2 separate regions of the Triticum aestivum genome follow, and region 2 is linked to region 1. Evidence: chromatin contacts called from public Hi-C data. All regions are on one chromosome and are shown on one strand. The core of a region is the stretch at or near the end of the contact, and the rest is flanking DNA. Distances in the headings are between cores, read along the strand shown.

Region 1 (4,148 bases), core at 419-2,918:
GCATCCTGCATAAGGTGAACAACAGGATAACATCATTTTACATGTTTCAGAATTTATACAATTATTAAATAGACTTTTGAGTCGCGAATACATAGCTTCTACTTCCTCCGTTCCTAAATATAAGTCTTTTTAGACATTTCAAATGGACTACAAAATACGGATGTATGTAGACATATTTTAGAGTGTAGATTCACTCATTTTGCTCCGTGTGTAGTCACTTGTTGGAATCTCTAAAAAGACTTATACATTTGGGAGCGGAGGGAGTACATATGGTCAGCAGCATGCGAACCATTTGTACACTTAAATGTAGACTTCTTGATCGCAAATGTTAATTCTTCCCTTTTTTTTCTTCACTGGATCAATGGACACCGAGACATAACTATTGCTTCATCACGGAGCGATATCATAATCTATTCCACTGGGTTAAGGAGAAGATTGCACTGCATGTTTCATGTCTGCTGTTGTTGATTGAGAAGTGTTGGAAAATTTGACTGCATCTTCCCTTGCAGGGAGCAGGACATAATCAGGCACTGTAAAAGGATTCTGAATTATTGTTTGTCAAACGCGGCAGATGATTCTGCAACTGGAAAGATGGCTAGTCATTATCATGCACCTTACCAAGGAATAGTAGATGGGATGGCATGTAAAATAGACGCGTTAAAGTGGTTGGTGCTTTTTGATGATGCAGGGGCTAAAGCAACCGGTTGATTGGTAAACGTTCTAAATCACCGGGTGGATGTTGTACTTGCGGATACATGGTTTCTTAGCTTTGTAATATGCTACTGTAAGAGATTTGCACAAGGCTGCGTGTGCTGCTCTATTAGAAGATGATTGATGGATGTTACTCCTATATTTTATAAATTTATGGTGTGAAACTATCACACTGAGCTCTGTAAGCAAAATCAGCTGAAGTCCTGCTCAATGATATGGCGCATGATTTCACGTTTCTTGACACGAAAACGTAGCAGAACTGGTTTGTACTGATCCGGCAATTACAACTTTTAGACACTCGCTCCCGCGCCTGAGATGCGATCGTCCAACGGCTCGCAGGTGGCTCTGGAACATTTTACAAAGAAGCCCCTCAAAAGTTTAGGAATTGCGCGCAGGTACAGCAGCCTCTTAGATGCGTTGGATCTGAGATCCAACGGCCCAAAACCCGTATACCCTAGGTCTCGTTATCACCTGAAACTTTCCTGCAGATCACAAGCGCGCAAACGTGACGCCTCCCGATTCCCCAACAAACTGTCCACCCAAGCTCAAAAAAAAAAAAAACTGTCCACCCTCTCCGTCCCGCGCTGCGCCATGCACAGGCAGGTCGGCACCGTCCGCTTGCCCGAATGCCCAGCCGACACGCAGACACGGGACACGGAGTCCCAACGCACCGCCAGCCACGGCGCTCTCTCTTGATGCATTTTTTGCTTCCCGTCGGCACCTTCCGGGCCTCGGACTTGTCGTCCTTATCCCAAATTCTCTCTCGTTTTTTTTATATAGTTGAAATGAAATTCTGTCTCGCTTTTAAATCCCTTCCTTTCTTTTCTGTGCGACGGACGATGATGTGTATGGCATGCACGGCCCCTCTGACGGCGACGTGTGTGTGCACGCAATCTCGTTCTGAAACCGGCCGCGGCTGCGGCTTTCGATTCGCGTCGGACAACACAAGAGCATCAGCATCACGCGCCCATCGCTTGCTCGCCTTTCCCCTCCCTCTTCCCCCCCCCCCCCCCCCCCTCGGCTTCCCCTCGGCTCCAGCAAAGTTCCTCCAGTCCAGACTACTCCCGGTGAGCGCCCTTTCCCTCTTTCCCGACCTCGCTTCTCCGTGCGTTCGCGGCTGCTTTTCCCTAGCTGTCTGGCAGGCTGCCCACGAATTTCTTAGACAGAGATTAGTAGATTTCCCGGCCCCGGCCGGGGGAAGATAAGGATAGTCTCCTTCGGCGAGGTGGTAGCTTGTCTTCTTTTTCTTTTCTTTTTGCTGACAACGTGGTAGCTTGTCCTTGTACATGTTTGGTAGTTCGGTGGTTGCTGGTACTCCCTCCGTTGTTCACAAATAGTGTAAGATGTTTTGGTCTTTTGGATATTTCAATATGAACTACGTACCGACTGAAATGAGTGAACAAACGCACTAAAACGTGTCTATATACATCCGGTTCAGGAAATAGTTAGAATATCTTATACTCCCTCCGTCCCAAAATAAGTGTCTTGACCCCGTCGCAAAATAAGTGTCTTGACCTTAGTACAACTTTGTACTAAGACACTTATTTTTGGGACGGAGGTAGTATTTGTCGATGGAGGGAGTATGTCGAGTTGAGCTGATCTGTAATCCGAGTATCGGACTAATTATTATGTACTCCCTCCGTCTGGAATTACTTGTTTCACATAAATGGATGTATCTAGACATATCTTTAGTTATTGATATATCCATTTTTATCCATTTTTGTGACAAGTAATTCGGAATGGAGGGAGTAGGTGTTTACGTTTTTTTTGTTCCTCTAAAGCGACAAGTGACCACGGTCACTACCATTATCCCATTGATCGCGAGTTTGAGGCTTTGAGCAGTGGTTCATGGTCTATGGCAGCACTACTTTATATGTTTTAGATGATGTTGATCATTTTTTATTAGGATTGAAAAAAGCAAATCTGTTTAGTTTGACTAACTGATGCTTAACGCCACGTGCTGCTGCTGTTGGGATCTCCTGAAGCTGCTACATTTTAAAATAAATGAGTAAAATGCTGTCACTCTTTTCTCTGTTCCTAATTGTTTGGCAATTCTCAATTTCCAGGTTGGAATTAGGTCCCGCTGAGTGCCCCCAGCCATGAGTTGCGGGAGGTATACCATACCAGCTAGTCTCTTATTTTTCTGTATCTCAACTGTAGTTCTGCTACAACATTATGAGTTCATAACATTTTGACATGTGATGCTGATGGCAGATCTGAAAACACTACCAGAAAATGTAGGACGCGTTCAACACCTGGTGAAACGATGTATCTCCATACTGCCGATGCTAAAAAGATCACCCACTACCAATCTAATCTGCCAACAACAATGGATCGCGATATCGGTGCCTACCCTGTGAAGCACCACTTTCCATCTCCTATAGTTTCTTGGATAGAAGACCTTTCTAGCTTTGGCGATGCTCCTTTTAGCCATGATACTGAATACGTGGATGATCAATCAACACCTTCATTCGGGCAGTCTTCTGCATCTAACAATTTGCATGACATGCAAATAGTACGTTTTGTTTTCATTTCTCATCCCCTTCACTGAGTGTGTGCGCTTCCTAGGAGCATGTGAAGACAGTCAAGTTTTAGATAAGATCGCTGATGTATGTGTGTCTTGCAGTCAGTGAGATTGACAGACGAATTCATGGAACTTGCAAAGGAGAATACAAGCAATAATCTAGAGACCTGTGGAATTCTTGGTGCTTCATTTGTAAGTGCAGTTGGGAGAAGAATTAGATAGATTTACCAATGTGACCACTGATAGTCTTGCTATATTCACATTTGCATCTTCATTTTTTACATTTATTTGCAGAGGGATGGAACTTACTATGTGACAACATTGATCATTCCAAAGCAAGAAGGAACTGCTCACTCAGTATGTCAGTTACTGTATGGTTTGGGGAAAAAAGACATTATTTTGTTTAATTTGTCATTTTACCTTTTAACATATCATTTGTCATCTTACTTTAATGTGTCTTGCTTCCATTTATCTATATGAATCTGCCTGTTTCCAAATGCAGTGTCAAGCTTCTAACGAGGAGGAGATACACGCCGTATTATCAGAGCAGTCACTTTACCCTGCAGGGTGGATACATGTAGATATCTGAACATTTCCATACTTCATCGAATTCAGTTTTCTGTTGGTTTAATATTGTAAATGAAATAAATACACATGGCTAGCCTACATCATATGGTCTAAGAACATTAGGTATGATGAGATAAAACTGTATCAGTGTATCCAGTGTTTAGTGCCAAGTTAGGGTGTGTAATCTGAATTTCCTGTCTTCTGATTTGAAACTAGCATTATTTTTTGAATTTTTTTATCACAGGAGGTAAGAACATAAATATTTAAGATATATATTCATAATGGTTACCATTGAATATCCACTGTTACTGTGAATAAAAGCGTGAATATAGCCTCCACCACTTAA
Region 2 (4,148 bases), core at 571-3,070, 670 kb after region 1:
ATAATAAATTAGTAAATATTTACGAATTATGAAAAACTCGCACAACGCTTTGTTTAACTTTACTTGAAGTTAGTGGGACGAGAGCCCCCTGAGGGGGCTTTTCCAAAAAAAAAAACAAGAGAGAACTGCAGAGATATTATTTCTTTTCTGTGGTGACAGATACAATGAGAATATGTCACTCCGCTATATTCATCAAGAGAATATATTCCAACTCACATCTATATTTATCATTACAAAAATTAACATAAGTTGCTGAAACTCAGTTATAGTCATCCATCGATCGGTTTCTGCATTTGCAGAATTAACAATTAAGAGATCCCCGAAAGGTTCCACACAATAACCGGTTTGCTTTTTATTGATTCAAATCATACCCCCTCTGTTTTTCTATACAAGGCCATTTCATAATTTGGGCTTAACTTTGATCATCAATTTGAGCAACAAAATATATGTTATATGCCAATGCTTTCTGTATATTTTGTTGCTCAAATCGATGGTCAAAGTTGGACCCAATTTACAAAGTGGCCTTGTATATAGAAAAATGGAGGGAGTAATTTACAGATAGGACGATGAACATAGCTAGTATGCATGACATACAGCTAAATAAATAAAAAACAGCACGAGCAATTTCCTTGGCTGTAGCTACATCCAGAAGGCCACTGGGGAGAAGGACGAGAGTTGCTTAGACACGCAACAGGAGGTAGTTTTCCTGTCTTTGATTTGCAGATTTCCCTCACGATCGTAGCTGAGACGAAACGTGGTCATGTTGAGCACGCAGCCACAAGAGTCACCAAAAGCATCCTGGAACCTAAACCATCGGCAGCCACACAATCAACAAGGAAAAACCTGGAGTTTCCATGTAGGTGAGAGTAGGCCCTCGCCCTCTAGCCAACTGATGCCATGGGCTCCACATCCTGTGCTCCTCGGCCATCTTCCATTTGGGCTGCTGCAATGTGCTGCTGCTACTGCTGAGGGAGGGAACTTGGCAGGAGCAGATGTAGCCATCTGGGTGTAGCCCAACCCATGCATCTAGCTCGGCGTCGAAGTAGCCTTCGAGTTCGAAAGGTAAGGTTACGCGCAGGTGACACTAGCCGGACGACAGGAGGGGTGCTTAGGTCAGGGCTGCCAGCGTCAAGCTTGCGGATGGTGAAGCCCCTGTGCCAGTCGTCTAGAACCAGATAGAGGCTCTTGTGCTTGTTGCCGCTGCGGTCATGGCAGCGGGACTCACCCTCCTCGCCCCGGCGTCGTCGCTTAGACATCCTACAAACCGGAGGGAAAAGATCAGCGCAATCGATCTGGTCTTGTGGGCGCCGGGGCGAATCTAGATATATAGAGCTCATACACCTCGAAACCAAATCGCGGACGGGGCGGGGCGGGGCGGGGCGCGCGAGAGCGTTTGTGTAGACGGGAGCACGAGTCTGTTTCGGAGTCGGAGTTGGTTCCGGGGAGGAGACAGGCGGCGCCGGAGAACGTAACGGGCCTCACCTCATCTCATCTCTGGCGAAACCCACGGCCTCCGTCTGATCCATACCGGCGGCGCCCCCCGTGGCCGCGCCCCATCGGCCACCACACAACCCACGACCGCCTCCCCAGATCCAGGCGGAGCTGCTGCGCTCGTGGGAGGAGGCCGGCGCCGCACGGAGGCTCGCGGACCGGCCGGAGAGCTTGGCCATTCCCGAGCTCGTGCGGGCACTAGGTTTGCTCTTCTTTTGGGAAACGTTAATCGGCGAACGTCTGCTAGGGGAGATTTCGCAGCGAACTACCTTTTGGCCATCAGATGAGGGCATGGCCAACGCGTCGCCTCAACTGGGTGCTCCGCAGACCACGTAGGTTCGGGTGTCAGGAAGGATTGCCTCGCAGTGTACTAGTGCTGCCTGCGGAAGAGGCGGGTGCTTAAGGAAAAAGCTAGAGAAAAAAAAAGGTCTGGCTTAGCAGCAGCCCATCGTTTGTGTCCTGGCTGATGCGTGTGTGAATGAGGAAGAAAAGGATGGATAAAGTAAGAGAGAGAGAGAGCAACATGGGACCCACATGCTGCTGCTGCTTTCGTTGGGTGGTATTATAGAAAGTGATGGCTCCGTACATACAAGCCTACATGGAGGGCATGAGACCACCGTATACTAATGCTTCCAGTGTTCATGCCCTGAAAAACACGGATCTTAAAGCAGCCTCAGGAGACACGTCAAAGAAACAAAGTTTCGCTGTGAAAGGCCCCTCTGGCGAACGTGTGCATGTCTATATCGAGACCACCGACAGGTCTTTGTCCCCACCCCTCCCGCGCATCGTAGAGAGTGAGAGAGAATGAACAAAGAGGAAAAAAGGGGGAGAGGTGATTAGTCCCTTTAATGATCGAGTAAAGGAGCAGAAATGATTCTCGTCTTTTTCTCTCAGAGATGACTCTAAGTTATCAAACCCGACTCTAAGTTATCAAACCCACGAGAGGAAGGTGCAAAGTTTCTACCAAGCTTCTACGAGAGAATTAATTTCAGTTTTTGACCGAATCAAAATCAAGTTGACACTCAAAACTCTTATAATAAAAATAAGCATGGGCATGAGGACTTATTCTTAAAGCCATATATTTGTGACGGGACCATTATGATCTTAATTTGTGCCCTAGAAGTCACACATCGAGATGTACTTGATATGTATCGAAGTAGGGGATGTGTCCAAATTACGTCTTGGCCGACGCGCGCCCTGTATCAAGAGTCAATTGTCCAACCGAACGCCCTATCCGACGCTCGGGGTTACCCGGTTATTAAGATAGAAATCAGACAAAAGCATTGGATGTTTAATGACTACACATCTTATATCCTCAAACATAGGTTCTGTGTTACCGTACTAAAGTTTTTTGTTATCGGTGTTCAGAATAACACATTACAGTCTCCCTACGCTTAGCCTCTCAGTGGCTCGTTCTCCATGATCCTAGGTACCTACATGGATGAAGAACACGAACAAGACAAGAGACAACTATGAAGAGATTTTATGTTACACATATGTGATGATAATTCAAAGTACTTCATGATCCCTCCAACAAATACATCGGGTTGTAGGGCTATGCCTCAACCATGACCTTACCGAACTACTCACACATGAAGATCAGATCATACGAAGAAATCATTAAAGAACACATCATGAAGGTTGATTGATTGATAATATGTCCTAGAATGGATGTCGGATGTGATATCCAATTACAAAGTATGGCTAGTTGGCTGAGTACTACGGTGGTGGAGACAGTGGCGGCTATGGAGATGTGGATGGGAAATGACGGTGGCTAGCGTTGTTGTGGATGACGAAGATGGAGGTTTCAGCGACGATTTGTGTTGTTTCTGGCATTGGCTCCTTCATGGTATTTGTAGCGGCGGATAAGAGAGTGCCCTTAGCAGGCCATACGACCGCTCACGGTTGTATGGAACGCCCTTTTTTGCTCTAGCTTATCTTGTGCACCTTCCATTTAATCTCTTCTATCTCCTCTTTACTTCTTTTCATGTATTGGTTTGATTTCGTCCATAAATAGCCCTTTTTCTATGGAAACAAAATAAAGATCAGATATTTGGAAACATTTGCATTCGTTAGTCATTAGTGGCGATATCTGAGCGAATACCTCGGTTTGAAGAAAAGTCTCAATTTAAAATAAGGTTTGAATGAGCGTAAAAATAACACTCAGTTGTTTAAACCCAAGCTTAAACTTGATCATCCTCGAGCAACATAGAGAGAAATCCAAGCCGTAAAGAACTCAGTTGTTTAAACCGAAATAATGAGAATGTTTTCGTTCACTTATGATAGGTACGCCTAGATAGCCCTCCGCTTCTTGACCTGAAAACATAGTATAGTTATAGCGGTGACATGGTTATTATGCAAGTGTTAATGAAGCAAAGATAATCAACGCAAATTTCTTGCTCAACTAGATAACATAACTAAGTAGATCTCAATTCTATTTCTTCTAGTTAACACTTGCTTGTTGTGAATGCTTGGAAGAGCTTTTCTTTCTTGAGCAATGAAAACAAAAATTAGGGAGTGAAAGGTACGTAAAGATAACATGATTCTAGAGTAACTCGCTAAAACACCCACGAGTGTCTTATCATCAAGGCTCTCAAGCACTTTGTTCAATCATTGCATGTTGAAACTTTTATTGTCACGTGATAGGATTATGCCAA

Evidence for each region. A called contact is a pair of places that touch in the nucleus more often than the background predicts.
Region 2: a contact with region 1 is called in a Hi-C map of leaf, with 6 times the contacts expected there. The contact joins the promoter of LOC123065503 here to the promoter of LOC123070276 in region 1. A contact is called at or near these places in 2 of 5 Hi-C or Micro-C datasets (both in leaf).

What each region holds. Positions count from the first base shown.
Region 1 is chr3B:444,728,497-444,732,644 of IWGSC CS RefSeq v2.1, forward strand. It overlaps LOC123070276 (AMSH-like ubiquitin thioesterase 2), which reads left to right and starts at 1,669. Exons shown (of 9, transcript XM_044493393.1): 1 at 1,669-1,778; 2 at 2,778-2,824; 3 at 2,926-3,226; 4 at 3,338-3,427; 5 at 3,530-3,606; 6 at 3,738-3,812. The coding sequence starts at 2,811. It overlaps LOC123070275 (putative exosome complex component rrp40), which reads left to right. Exons shown (of 11, transcript XR_006433582.1): 10 at 1-14; 11 at 510-922.
Region 2 is chr3B:445,397,696-445,401,843 of IWGSC CS RefSeq v2.1, forward strand. LOC123065503 reads right to left here and starts at 1,821. Exons shown (of 2, transcript XM_044488766.1): 1 at 1,483-1,821; 2 at 328-1,257. The coding sequence starts at 1,784. The coding sequence ends at 960.